4 separate regions of the Mus musculus genome follow, and all the other regions are linked to region 3. Evidence: chromatin contacts called from public Hi-C, HiChIP or PLAC-seq and promoter capture Hi-C data. All regions are on one chromosome and are shown on one strand. The core of a region is the stretch at or near the end of the contact, and the rest is flanking DNA. Distances in the headings are between cores, read along the strand shown. Region 1 holds the start of Dmtn (dematin actin binding protein). Region 2 overlaps Pebp4 (phosphatidylethanolamine binding protein 4). Region 3 holds the start of Ppp3cc (protein phosphatase 3, catalytic subunit, gamma isoform). Region 4 overlaps Pebp4 (phosphatidylethanolamine binding protein 4).

What was found. A called contact is a pair of places that touch in the nucleus more often than the background predicts. HiChIP or PLAC-seq counts read pairs in DNA pulled down with a chosen protein or histone mark. Capture Hi-C pulls out chosen DNA fragments and counts their contacts.
Region 1: a contact with region 3 is called in a promoter capture Hi-C map of adipose tissue. The contact joins the promoter of Dmtn here to the promoter of Ppp3cc in region 3. A contact is called at or near these places in 2 of 115 datasets of contacts at active chromatin or transcription factors (bone marrow-derived macrophages and microglia) and 2 of 9 other capture datasets (adipose tissue and liver).
Region 2: a contact with region 3 is called in an H3K4me3 HiChIP or PLAC-seq map of bone marrow-derived macrophages, with 6 times the contacts expected there. The contact joins the enhancer-like site here to the promoter of Ppp3cc in region 3. A contact is called at or near these places in 10 of 39 promoter capture datasets (the 3T3-L1 cell line, the C10 cell line, the HPC-7 cell line and 7 more), 39 of 484 Hi-C or Micro-C datasets (the AML12 cell line, B cells, the Ba/F3 cell line and 23 more), 12 of 115 datasets of contacts at active chromatin or transcription factors (the 230-238 cell line, bone marrow-derived macrophages, embryonic basal ganglia and 8 more) and 4 of 9 other capture datasets (adipose tissue, embryonic stem cells, liver and 1 more).
Region 4: a contact with region 3 is called in a Hi-C map of rod photoreceptor, with 2.2 times the contacts expected there. The contact joins the enhancer-like site here to the promoter of Ppp3cc in region 3. A contact is called at or near these places in 2 of 39 promoter capture datasets (the C10 cell line and cranial neural crest), 1 of 484 Hi-C or Micro-C datasets (rod photoreceptor), 1 of 115 datasets of contacts at active chromatin or transcription factors (memory CD8 T cells) and 1 of 9 other capture datasets (liver).

The regions. Positions count from the first base shown.
Region 1 is chr14:70,625,698-70,628,655 of GRCm38.p6, forward strand. Dmtn (dematin actin binding protein) reads right to left here and starts at 1,368. Exons shown (of 16, transcript NM_001252662.1): 1 at 1,042-1,368.
Region 2 is chr14:69,859,657-69,862,911 of GRCm38.p6, forward strand. The region is part of intron 3 of Pebp4 (phosphatidylethanolamine binding protein 4); the gene reads left to right. Among named protein-coding and RNA genes, the nearest start is that of Pebp4, 21 kb to the left of the region's middle. Within about 2 kb of position 1,930, at least 92 of the 459 cell types and tissues checked have an H3K27ac peak or open chromatin away from gene starts, as enhancers often do. A contact at or near this core is called in B cells, the Ba/F3 cell line, the C2C12 cell line and 9 more, where this site is marked.
Region 3 is chr14:70,287,725-70,290,852 of GRCm38.p6, forward strand. It overlaps Ppp3cc (protein phosphatase 3, catalytic subunit, gamma isoform), which reads right to left and starts at 1,773. Exons shown (of 14, transcript NM_008915.3): 1 at 1,457-1,773. The coding sequence starts at 1,505.
Region 4 is chr14:69,976,305-69,979,547 of GRCm38.p6, forward strand. The region is part of intron 4 of Pebp4 (phosphatidylethanolamine binding protein 4); the gene reads left to right. All of the region lies in intron 1 of Gm41198 (a long non-coding RNA gene), which reads right to left. Among named protein-coding and RNA genes, the nearest start is that of Gm41198, 17 kb to the right of the region's middle. Within about 2 kb of position 1,532, at least 29 of the 459 cell types and tissues checked have an H3K27ac peak or open chromatin away from gene starts, as enhancers often do. A contact at or near this core is called in memory CD8 T cells and rod photoreceptor, where this site is marked.

The DNA of each region.
Region 1 (2,958 bases), core at 118-2,617, 340 kb after region 3:
CTCTGCCCAACACATGGCTGCTGACAGAACTGCACATGGGTGCACACAGGGACTCTGCCGCCCTCCTTGCCAGAGCACTCGCCCACTCTCCCTGCCAGACCCCCACACAATGACACATGGTGCTAAGGACACCTACTTGCACCCACCCACTGATCCTCCCCTTGGCACCCGTCATCTGTGCTCACAGCTCCCTGGCATGGCCTGCTGAACCCATCCCTGTTCTGAGCACGTGAACCCCAATACTCCCAGTGCCCTCACCTGACCCATCCCCACATCCCTCCACTCCCACTGCACCGTTGCCTTGCTTGTCTTAGACCTACAGCCTGGCAACCAGTCTTCTGGGAGGAGACGCACAGGTGTGCCTGCCCAGCAAAGGAGTATGGCGTGTCTGGTGCCGAGAAAGGAATCCCTTAGGACCCCCGGGGCTCTCCAGGTTTATTCAGCACCCAGTCTCTCTCAGTACACTAGCTGCTCGCAGGCAGAGAGCCAGGCTAAGCTCTGCAGTCACACCCTGCTACACAGCCTCATTCTTCGACGAATCCCTACCCTAACCAGGCTAACCTCAGCTAGGAGGGGCTCCAGAGTGGGCTGGAAACCAGCGGCTTTGGCCCCCTCAATGGACCCCTGCCACTCCAGAGGGCACCTGGCCTGGCGGGAGGGAGGCTGCCAAAGATGTCTTGCATCATTCAGCAAAAAGCTAACAGCTCCCTCCACAGACTGTGCCCCATGCTCCCACCCCTTGAAATTCTGGCCACAGAAGCTTGGGGGGGGGGGTGTCCATGAAAGGGAATGCTGGGGCCCATATGGACTCTTTGCACGGCAACAGCCTAGATCCTTCCTCCCAAATAAAAAGGGAGTTTGATCGGGTCAAACCCAGCTGAGCACCTTGTCTGGCCACCTAGGCCTATTCTCCCACTGACCATTTTCCAAAGCTGACCCTGTCCTAGCATCTCTGATATCACCCAAAACCATGGCCAGATCCAGAGGTACAGCCCAAAATACCTACGTAAAGAAAGAGAGGCAAAAGACCCTGTCACCTACCTCCTCCCAGACAGTGGGGCCCAGGCTCTCTGAAGCCCCAGGAAGCAAAAGGCTAGGCCCTGGTCGACTGGGTGGCCGCGTTTTCTCAGGAATCTAGGTAAGAGGCAGCTTCTCCAGGAACCCAGCCGCGCTTTACGAAGCACAAATAACAGGAAGAAAGCCGGCTTAGGGTGGGTGGGTGGGGTGGGAGCTGGCGAAGGAGGGGAGCTGGTCTCAGCTCAGCGGTCTGATCTCCCTCCTGAACCCCCACCCGCTTCACCAGTCCCCTGCTGCTCTGCAAGCCACCGGCTTGGGTTCCCGGAGCTGGGGAGTCCGAGTCTGGTGTCTGGTGGGCGGGCAGGACGAGGAGCGGTCTCTGGGCGGGCGGGCCCCGGGCCCCTCCCCACCAACAACTGATAGTGGCGGGCCCCAGGGTGTGTGAGTGTGTGCGTTTGGGCGTGTTGCTGGTCCAGTTCATCTCAGCTGCTGCTGCTGCAGCTGATCCATTTCAAACAAGGGGCTCATTCGCTGGCATCATGACGAAGCAGAATCGGCTGCGCTGCGTTTTCCCCCTTTCCCATATCCCGGCTCTGCAATATCCACACTCAGAGCCTCTCCAGCAGAGTTCAAGTTAGCGGCTGTTACTGATAACTGAGGGGAGCTATGCCCACCCGGCTCTCCAAGAACCTGCAATTCAAACCCCATTCATAATGCTCCACCATCTTCCAGAAGCAGATGAGAGGCTCTGTGGGGGATCCCCCCACCTCTGGGACAGGGAACAGCAGGGGCACCCGAATTGGCCATCCAAACATTAACCCTCTCTGAGGAGGACAGATAGAAGGATGGAAGGAACCAGGTCATAAATACATCAGATTCAGATTGGATTTTCTGTAAACTTGATCCCCTGGGGATCGTAGTAGGGGCCAGGGAGAGAATGAAGGACCGATTTTTCCCAGGAAAGCTGTTTTTGCAAAAGGAAGCTTTCTATCAGATGGCATCCATATTCCAAAGAGACATGCCTTCTCTCTGTGGCAAAACTTCAACCATTCCAGGCCTCCAATGTTGGCTTTGGGGTGCATCTAGAAAGCCTAGCCCTCTAACCCCTATTAGCACTAACTGGCCTCTTCCCCACCTCCATGTCGGCTGCAGACTTGCCTACCTAGGCAGCCTTGCCGTTGCCCTGGTAACCACTGCCCACAGCCGGTCAGCTGATGATAGCAGCAGCTATTGGGGCAAAGCTAGGATCTGGAGAGGGGGCTCTGGGGTTTCTGAATGGAAAAAAAAATCTCAGGGGGAGGGGCTTGAAGGAGACAGGTAAGACTATGGCCTCAGCATCCGACCGACCGACCGACCGACCGACCGTCTTCAAAGAAAAGAGGACTGGAGGAGACAGGAAGGGAGGGGTGTATCTGGAGTAGCAGAGGACAGGGACGACTGTAACCTGAAGGTGGCTTGGGCAGAAGGAGAAATGACAGAAGGCAGGTAGCTGAGTGGCCGTGAAAGGGGGAAGGAGGACCGGGAATCCAGGCTTAGCTGCTGGGATGCAGCCACTGTGGGCCCTGTGGAAGGGGCAGACAAACAGAAACAAAACCAAACAAACAAAACCCCACCTGGGCTAGGGGAGGGACATCCAGTCCCAAGGAGATCTGCGTGGGGTATACCTTTAATGTGTAGGAAGGGGACACAGCCTTGGAGGAGGAGCTACCAGTCCTTCTCCATAGCTAGCCCTGTCCTCAGCCTAGCCTCTCACTGTCCCTTCAACCCCACCCTTGCCGGCCAGCCTGCCCGCCCCAGTCTGGGTCTGAAAGAGTGGTGGGGAGGGAGGCCTACTCCTAAGCATTCCCCATCCCTCTGGAAGACCAAGGACCCAGGGATCTGACACTCGGCAGGCCCTTCAGATTCCTGACTCTGCTCCTGCCTAGTTTCCTCATCCCTTGA
Region 2 (3,255 bases), core at 680-3,179, 430 kb before region 3:
GCTATGGTTTTGTGGCCCCGTGATGACACGTAGCCACTGTTACAGAGTAACCAGACAGGGTAAGCTCAGTGCCCACAAGGACACTTTGTATACTCCCTGCTTAGCCCTCCTCCCCCTAACATGCCTGGCAACTGCCGATCCTTTCACTCTTTCCAATTTGCTGGTTCCAGAGTGTAACGTAGCTGGAATCATTTGCCATGTAACCTTTTCAGATTGGCAGCGCCTCTGCAGCCATCAGTCATCTGAACTCCCCTGATATCTTCCTCCAGCCAATGGCCAACTGCCCTGGGCTCAGCTTTTCCCCCATGAATTGCTTTTCCTTTAAATGGACATTTCTATCCAAGACTTTGATGTGAACAGAGGACCACCCACTTCTGCCCCTGGCACCAACTTCAACATCCTCTCTCTCTCTTTTTTTTCTTTCCCGTTTCTCTAATATAAATGTATCCAGGGTAGAGATGTCTATATGCCTGGGGAAGAAACAATCACAGGTAGCTCTGGTGAGGTGAGATCCATGCTGCGATACGGAGCAGAGTGCAGGCCACTGGGAGCTTTGTCCCTCGGTAATAACAGGGTAAGCGTCACCATTTTTCAAAGCACTTTCCCTGTTATGACAGTCATTGCTGTGTGTTCTCCGCCATGCTGTAATTTCACATTTCTTATCTCACATCAGTCCCCGTAGACAGGCGGGACAGGTGTGGGGCTCTGTCTATGGCAGGGAATTCGAGGCCTAGAGAGGCAGAGGGAGTCTCCCCAGATCCTTCCAGAGAAGACAAGTGTGGGCTGTGGGCCGGGGGTGTAACTCAGTTGGTAGATTTCTTGCCTAGCGTACACAAAACCCTGGGCCTGATCCCCAGCCCTGAATAAAACCAAGCATGCTGGTGTACTTATAATCCCAGTACTCAGGAGATGGAGGCAGAAGGATGAGTTCCAAGTCATCTTTAGTTACGTGAGTTCAAGGTCAGCCTGAACTATGTCAGAGCCTGTTGGAGGGGCACACCTTGACCTACAGCCTTATACCCGTGGTTTTGCTGCCTCCAGGCCTTATCCAAGTCTCACCACAAGCTGGGAGACATTACTTTCATGTGACATGGAGGTCAAAGCTCTGAGACCCTGGCTTCTAAGCCATTCTCTGTTCCACTTATCTTTCCGTTCCCCGACGGTCATGTGAAAACATCTTCTGGCCCTCCTCCATGGGCCAGGCTCTGTGCTGAGCGCATTAGGAGTAGATTCTAGGAGACCAAGGCACCGGAAGAGGTTTCAGCTAGACTAAGAGGGTCCAGAACTAAGCTCATGTCCAGTGTTGCCACTTCCTGGTGAGGAGAGGGCCACCTGGAGGGTGCTCCACATGGCCCAACTGCCACCTCCTGCTCTAAGAGTGCCTCCCTCGCCCCCACATCCCACACTACTTTCTTGAGCCTGCATGGCCCAGTTCCTTCCCATAGTAATGAAAAGAATACAGGCCTAGGTGCCCAAATAAATGGCTTCCCATGTTCAGGGAAGAAGCCAGAACAGGAAACAATCACTTCCCTTTGCGTACGGGCTAGGACGATTCCAGAAATGTCACGTGTCTTAACCAAGGGACAGGTGGGCGTGGAGCAGGCCAGGTGTGGTGCGGGTGGCCTGCAATACGTACAGGTGGAGAACCCTGCAATTCTTTGCTGCTTTTTTGGGTCTGCAGGGGCAGAGTGACATTTGGGTATCTAGGCCTGTGTTCTTTCTACCGCTATGGGAATGTAGAGGGACTGGGCCATGCGTGCTCAGGGGAATGAAGGCCCCCAGACTCCCAAAAGGACGGTGTGGGTGGGATGTGGCAAAGGAGGAGAAGGTGCTGAAGGTGCTTCGGGGTTCCAGTTCCCTAGCCTGCTTGTGTAAACAGAGGCCTTCTGTTCGCTCCGAGGCTGTAACTGAAAGAGTTACCACCAGGGGGCGCGAGGTGACCGTCATCGTGCCCGAAACAACGCAAAGCCCGGAAGCTTGGCTGGGGCCACCAGGGCAGGAACACACAGGCTTCTCCTAGTTGGTGGAGCGGGATCCATGAATGAAGAAGGCACAGAGAATCCAACGTGTGGCTCTGGTGTGACGCTTGAGGTCCCAAGCCCCGCTGCGTCTATCTTTTCACCAGTCCAGAGTGAAACTGCACCTCTGTTACGACAGTGCAAAGAGCTAGCCGCCGAATGCTTTCCATTTTCAATGTCCCCAGTTCGCCCCTCACTCATGATTAGCCCGGGGGAAACTGCTGATGGGAAGAACATCGAGGGTACCTCCCACTGCCGACCCCAGATCACAAAGATTTTGAAACAGTGCTCGCGGTTTCCTAAGTGCAAACTGGGAGCTGTGAAAGCTGCCTGCCTCAGTTTACCGAGGTTTAGTTAGAATCTGAGCCTAGAGAATAAGAAACCAGGGACTCTCGGAAGATGTAAACCTTGGTGTCATTGCTTGGAGCTCTGCCACCTTGTGCAAACTCCCTGGCCCTCTAAGATTCCCTGTTCTCCCTTAGAGTCCCAAGAGTACCCCCTTTCAAGGCTAGGACCCAGAGGGCAGTCCTCTGTGGAATTCTTTCTCTGCCCCATCTGGACTGTTTTCCCCAGTGGGTGACTCCCTCCTGCTAGACACAGGTAGCTTCCAGGATCCATCCTCTCTCTCTCATTCATTTCTCTGTCCTCTCCTTAGTTGTCCCTCTTTTTCTTGGGTGGCCTTATCCACATACCAGTTGTCTCAACTCATATGACCACTGAGATGTCCTGTGGGCCCTTCATATCAAGCATCCAGTCCCCGCCTTACCCCTTACCAAACCTGTTTTATCCTCAGTTTTAACCCAGGACTGGGGGAGTGGAGGGGTGTCTCTGTCTCTCCCACTGTGCTACCAGAGCCCCATGGAAAGGTCTAGAAGCTGGCTATCTCTCCTTTCCTCAGGGTCCCTACTTTGGCAGCGGCTACCACTCTCTGGACCTAGCCTCTCACCTAGTTACCACCAAGCACCACTGTTTGTCCCCAAGGCTCAGCCTGTTCTCAATTCGGCCATCAGAGGGCGCCCTTAAGTCTGCGGGTCAGATGAGTCCAAGCCTTTGCCCAAAGTTTGTCAGGCTTCCCCTCAGTTTCCTGAGTAAGTGCCCAGTCGCTACCAGTGCCTGCCAGATAGATGCCCTGGCATCTGACCTGTTCCTCACATCCTCTCTACTCTCAGCTCCTCTGCACTTTGCCCACCTAACTTACCTGGTTTCCCAGTATTCCTGGGGTCCTTTGCACCAGAGA
Region 3 (3,128 bases), core at 523-3,022:
ACAAAAGGAGATTAGACTCTGAGATTCTTGCCGGTCTGAGGAGAGCGCCGCTTAAGCCTCGCGCAGACCTCATTTATCCTGGCTTGACTCGGGGATTCAGGTTTAAGTGGTTCCCCTGTCTACTTCAGCTGAGAAATAGGCATATTTTGATAAGAGAAAAATATGGGAAGAAAAAGAAGGACGAAACACTACAATGGTAGAGTGGCGAGAAATCATTTTAACGTGGGAGGAACCCGCCAACACCCTTGCCCTTGCGCAGTTGGTTTGCATGGGCCCGTGCTACCCGGGACAGTTCAGAAGTTAATGTCCACCATGACCTTGCTTCACCAGGGAAGGTTGTAGAAGTGATTCCTGTGTATTAAGAGGCTCAGATCTTCCTCATGGCTTAAATGCTATAAAGCCTTCCACGAAGACCGTCATGGCACTCTAGCTGTTAAAGGACTAAGTCCATTCTATGAACAATTGACTTCAATCCCTAATGATTCCAAATTCTGAGGAAATAAGTCTCAAAAGTACTGTCTGCCAAGGCAGATAACTAACATTTATGACACCAATACTATCCTTCTCTCTCTGAGCACTCAATAGGCTCCCCCTTATTTAAAAAAAAAATTATCATTACTAATCTTAGTTTCCTGTCTCCTAATATCAAAATGAAACGGGGAAATAATTTTTAGTTTTTTCCCACTATGGTGAAAACCACCTCACTCAGAAATAACTGGTCTAAGCATAGCACCTTCTTAGAAAACAGTGCTTTCAAACCAACTATTATTATGGAGGGGTCTTAGAAGTCGGACAATAGAAGCATGTGAATCAGTGGTTATGTTAGACAGGTCCTTTTGGGTAAAGGGCAGAAACTATATCATAAACTCAGAAGATTTAGAAACACTTTCGTGTTTCCTTAGAATAACTGAATATCAGATATAATGAGAGACATCTGGGAGATTATTATTCACCAAGTCCTTATAGCCAAAACTTGTAAGCCCTTTTAAGAAGACTGTGTCACTATCATCTTGTTTCTTTTAATAAAAGCAATGACTTGGGATATGTAGAGAAAGTGAGCCAAACGTGCACAGTATACCCACCACACCCCTCAAAAATAATTTTTTAAAGGGTTTGGTAAGGAGCTGTCAAAAAAGAGCTGAGCCTAAGGAAAGGCATGACTTGGGTGAGTCAAGAGAACTCCCTGCTCACACAACCCAGACGGTGTCCCCAGATGAAAGACCAAAAAGTGGGGAATCAGGAGAAACCGCCTGGATGCTTCGGGAGTGGATGGCGGGCGCGGTCGCTCTATCCACCTCCCGCTAGGTACCCGTCCAGCAGTCACCGGGGACGCCGGCGGACAGCAGCCCGGTCCTCCCCGCGCCCTGCAGCGCCTCCCGCCGCTGCCTCCATCCCCGCTCCTCGAGTCCCCGAGCCGTCGCCCGGCGAGGGCCGTTCCCCGCGGCGCGCTCGGCACCTTTGATGACGCGCTCGGTCGTGGAGAACTGAGGGCGCCTCACGGACATGGTCTCCTCCCGGCTCCGGCGGCCCGCTGGACGCAAGCCGCCGCCTTCCTCCTAGGCGGGCTGCGCTCGGCGAGCGGGCAGCCACCGTGCCGGGCCCCGGAATACGGGGCGTCCTCGGACGGCGGCGGCCGCAGCGCCGCTCCCTCCCTGCGGCGGCGCCCGCGGCTCGGCGGGGACGACCGCGTCGAGAGCTACGGCGACCGCGGCTGAGGGACACAACTAGGGAGACCGCGGCTGCGCGCGGCTGGGGCCCCGCGTGCGCGCCTCCGCGCTCACAACTTCCCGGCGGCCTCGAGGGCCGCAGCCGCGCTCTGCGCACGCGCGGATCTCGGGTCTCAGCTCCGGATTCACTGCTGACCGCCGTCCGCCTCGCGTGGGGCAGATGCTCTGGACGCCCAACCCTGACCTGTAGCTTCTCAAACCAGCCGCTGGGACCTCGGAAGCAGCTGCGACCTTGGGACCAGGCAGGTGTCCTGATTCTTGGTGGCTGCCACTGAGTCTGTGTCCCTCTCATCAGAGAGAGCCCCTATCTCATGAACGCTCTCTCCGTTATCACTGGGGTCCTCCACCCACTTTGTCTCCATAAGAAATTAACCATTCTACCCTGTTTCTCAGGTTACCCTCTCCCATTCACCAACCCCCAAACTTTGAAACCCCTGTCAACTTCATGTTTGTTGCATACAGCTTGTATCTAGCAGCCTAAGTACCTCCGTGGCCATCCTACTCCAGTTCAGCTCCTGGGAGAACCCCGTTTCTGAGAAGCGGTGTCTCCCTTTCTATATACATGAGACAGCAGTCACTCACTGTCTTCTGGGACGCTAGCCCAGGCTTCCTTGAGAAAGGGAATTGACTTCTAACCGATTTCCCCTTATATTGTCACCTGCCTACTTGGACGCATCTATTCCACTGTGGAATAGTGACACACAGTGACACCGCACCTGCCTCCCTACCGTGTGTGAGTGTGTGTGCGCGTGTCATGTATGTGTGGTGTGGAGTAGGTGTGTGTGCATGCATGAAGTGTTTGTATTTGTGTGTGCTGGTGAGCTGGCCCATACGAGCACATATGGAGGCCAGAGGTCGAGGCCATCCTCTAGTGCTCCTACCTTAAATTTAATAGACAGGGTCCCATTAAACTTGAAGCTGACATGCCTGCTAGACTGGAAGGCCAGCAAATTCTCTCACCTGTCCCTCTGCCTGTCCCCTTTCCCCCATAGCACTGAAGTTACAAACGCTGAGGTTGTACCCAGGTTCTATTTGAATGCAGGGACTCAAACAGAACCCCATGCTTGTGTTTCACTGAGCCATTTTCCTCATCCCCTCCTCATATGTTTTTTATTTTGTTTTATTTTTGCAGTGATGGGGACTTGCAATCCCATAGTCAAGTTTCACAATCTGGCTTATTTTTAGGTTAAAAATTGGTCATTATTGCTCCTTAATTAGAAGCCTCTTTCTCACTGAGGACAGGACTTGGCCAGGCAAAAAGTACTTTGCTTTTTTTTTTTATTTTAGCAATGATAATGAAATATTGAAACTTAAATCCAAGGAAACGTACAATTTATAGGCCAACCAGTCTTCATAGTTACTACAATGGCCAATAAGTAACCATATGTGGCATTGTAAATT
Region 4 (3,243 bases), core at 282-2,781, 310 kb before region 3:
GAACAGATTCTGGGTGGCAGGAGTCACCATAGAAACAGGTGCTATCTTAAGCAAATGAGCCTTATTAACCTTAAGAGTGGTGGAGTTTTCACAAGATTGCACATATAGGGTAGGAGGGAGAAGGGGTTTGGTGGGGGGAGGGTCGAGGTGGCTGGGAAGCCGTGTTGCTCCGGGTAGGGAGGCATGTGTTGCATATGTGTGCATGTGTGTGCGCTGGCCGCGCCTGGTGGGTGCCCATCTATATGTGCTGTGCAAAGCTGCTTCAGGGAGGAGGTAAGATCAGGTCCTGCCCCACCCCCTTTCCCTAAGAAACAAGCATCCTCCCCAGTCCCCCTCCCTCTGCCATAAAAAGTGGCCGTAAGGCTGCAGGTGCCCTGAGCTCCAGCCATGACCCTCTTCCTTCTCTCCTTCTTTTGTGTAGACCCTGCTTTGTGTCCCCTGGCCTGTGCCCATTAGAAACAGGTGTTTCTGGAGAGCACAGCCAGGAAGAAGGGCCCTTTTCTTCCCTAGGTGACAGTTTAGTTCAGTGGCACGAACAGGAATACGGGCATCTAGTAGGCTTGAGTTCATGACTGACTGCTTATGTCCCTCAGTGAGCCCTCATCTGTGAAGGGCAGATTCACCAGGCACCTCGAAGGGCTGAAGCCAGGCTCCCATGAGATCACCGAAGGTCACATGGAATGTGTGTCCTCAGCACTCCCCACCGTGACCTGCCTCCTTTCCGGAGAGGAAACGGGGGCCTTTCCCACATTAATATTTCCTCAATATGGTTTCATCAGTCAACGGACTTGCCTGGGATGTCTGCCCCATTCTGTGCTTTGGAGGCAGGGGTGGGAGGAGGGGGTGTGTGGCTAGAGGAAAGATCAGGACAGAGAGCCTGGTCCTCAGAGAAGCTGTGGTATTCAGGTAGGCCTAGAAGAGGTAAGGTTGCGTGGGGCTTTGAAGTCAGGTTGGCTTGGGATGTGCAGAGAGAAAGGAGCTATACATTCAGCTTAGTGTTTGGAAATAGGCTCTTCTCGCTCAGGGATCCCTGAGCAGAGAGCGTTGGTTCCAAGACACACATCTGCTGCCCTCTGCAGCCCCTCCTTGGACAGGACACTCCACTACTCCCGGCTAGCATGCCACCTGCCCCAGTCTGACTCCCCTCCCCAGTATAAACCCAAGTGTTGTCTCAGGGACTCCGACACCACGCTGTACATCCTCAGCAGTCCAGGGTGCTTTTTATCAGGGAGACCGGTTAGCAGAGACCACATGCTCTGCAAGGAAATCTTCTCCTCTCTTGATGCAAAGGGCCAAGAGCCCCAGGGCTGGGGATATATGTATGGGTCAGTGGATCAAATGTTTGTGTGCGCAGCCTGAGTTGAATACAAGGAGGCAGACTAACAAAAAAGCTTGTTTGTCTATCTCATTGGGAAGTCCCAGGTTCAGTGAGAAACCCTGTCTCAAAAGATGAGGTGGAGAGTAAAGGAAGACACCCTACGCTAAACTCTACACACACACACACACACACACACACACACACAGAGAGAGAGAGAGAGAGAGAGAGAGAGAGAGAGAGAGAGAAAGGCATGCACACACGCAGAGCTCTAACACGTGCCTTGAAACTGAGACAAAGTTGTCACCACAGATTGGCTCTTCTCCAGAACTAGTAGATGCCCCGGACTCATTTGGTCATACCCATGAAGACACTGAGAACCCCAGGTCACACAACCTATAAGTGTAGTGTGGACCACAATGAAGGAAAGGGTCCTAGCAGTTAGTCTTTGGTGCCCCAACATTGCTGAAACGAGAGAAGCCGCCTCCGGCTCATGTTTGGTAGGTCACTGGAGGTTAGTGGGTGGTTTGCTAAGTCACCCCAGGTGCGAAGGGACCCATCATTTGGGCCTGACTAATGGAGATGAAAGGGGAAATTCACCGCAGGCAGCTCAGCTCTCACCTCTTCTCCATTTAGAAATCAAAACCGGGCACTTGAGAGTTTCGCTTGGCCCCAGGCAAGGGATGCAACTTTAAGGACAGATACATCTCTTTCCCAATCCTCTCATCTACAGCTCTGGAATCATCTGCTCCATTTGGCTTCAGAGCTGCTTAGTAACATGAAAACAACACAGTTGAAGGCTTGGCTGAAAGGGCCACTCACAGAGAGAAGCTGCGAGCTGACTCGAGCCCCAGACTCAACTTGGCAATAGACAAAATGGGAATATTCCACGGGCCACTCAGAGAAGAGCTAATACAGAGGCCCTGGCCACAAAGCAAAGAGCAGAATATCACCCTAGATTATCTCCCAGGCAAAGCTTCTCCTTCCTCTGTAACAGTGGCCCCTAGAAGTAGTACTAGCCTGCCTGCCTGCCTGCCTGCCTGCCTGCCTTCCTTCCTTCCTTCCTTTCTTCCTTCCTCCCTTCCTTTCTTCCTTCCTTCCCTCCTTCTTCCTTCTTTCCTCCTCTCTCCCTCCTTCCCTCCTTCCTTCCTTTTTTTTTTTTTACAAGATTTTTATTTATTTTATGTATGTGAGTACACTGTAGCTGTCCTCAGACACACCAGAAGAGGGCATAGGATCCCATTACAGATGGTTGTGAGCCACCATGTGGTTGCTGGGAATTTAACTCAGAACCTCAGGAAGAATAGTCAGTGCTCTTAACACCTGAGCCATTTCTCCAGTACCGCCCCCGCCCCCACTTCCTTCCTTTCAAGGGCATCCAGGTCATAATTTATAGGCATGGCGTGGAAAGATCAATTCCACTGAGAGAAGTTTTTATTACTCAGTTTCAAGAGAAGGAGACCTGCCAAGCTGTGCCACACAGAGTCACATGGGGAAGTCCCGGGGTGTGTCAGGAAGCAGAGGCTGCAGAAGAGTGTGTGGCCTGAAGCCTTCGCTGTGGTTTCTGCAGGAAAAGAGCAGAGTGGGGGCAAGCAAGCCCTAGCAAGCTTAGCCCTGATGAGCTGGCACAATATCAGTGGGCTCTGGGGTGACCGGAGTCTGTCCCGGCCGCCTGGTACCTGCCCAAGGGTGGCGTGGGGCAGGGAATGTTGGCTAGGTATGAGAGGATGAGGGAAAGGAAGGGATGGAAGAGATGGGCTAGGGGCTGGTTAGTGTGTTCATGACTGGTGTGCTTGCAGGCAGTCTCTAGGAAGTAGGCAGCCTTGGAAGGGACATTGTTCCAGAACAAGCACTCCTCGGGTTATCAAAGCATCAACACAAAATACAGGAGATAAAAATCATGACCAATCTACCCTGCACCCGATCTC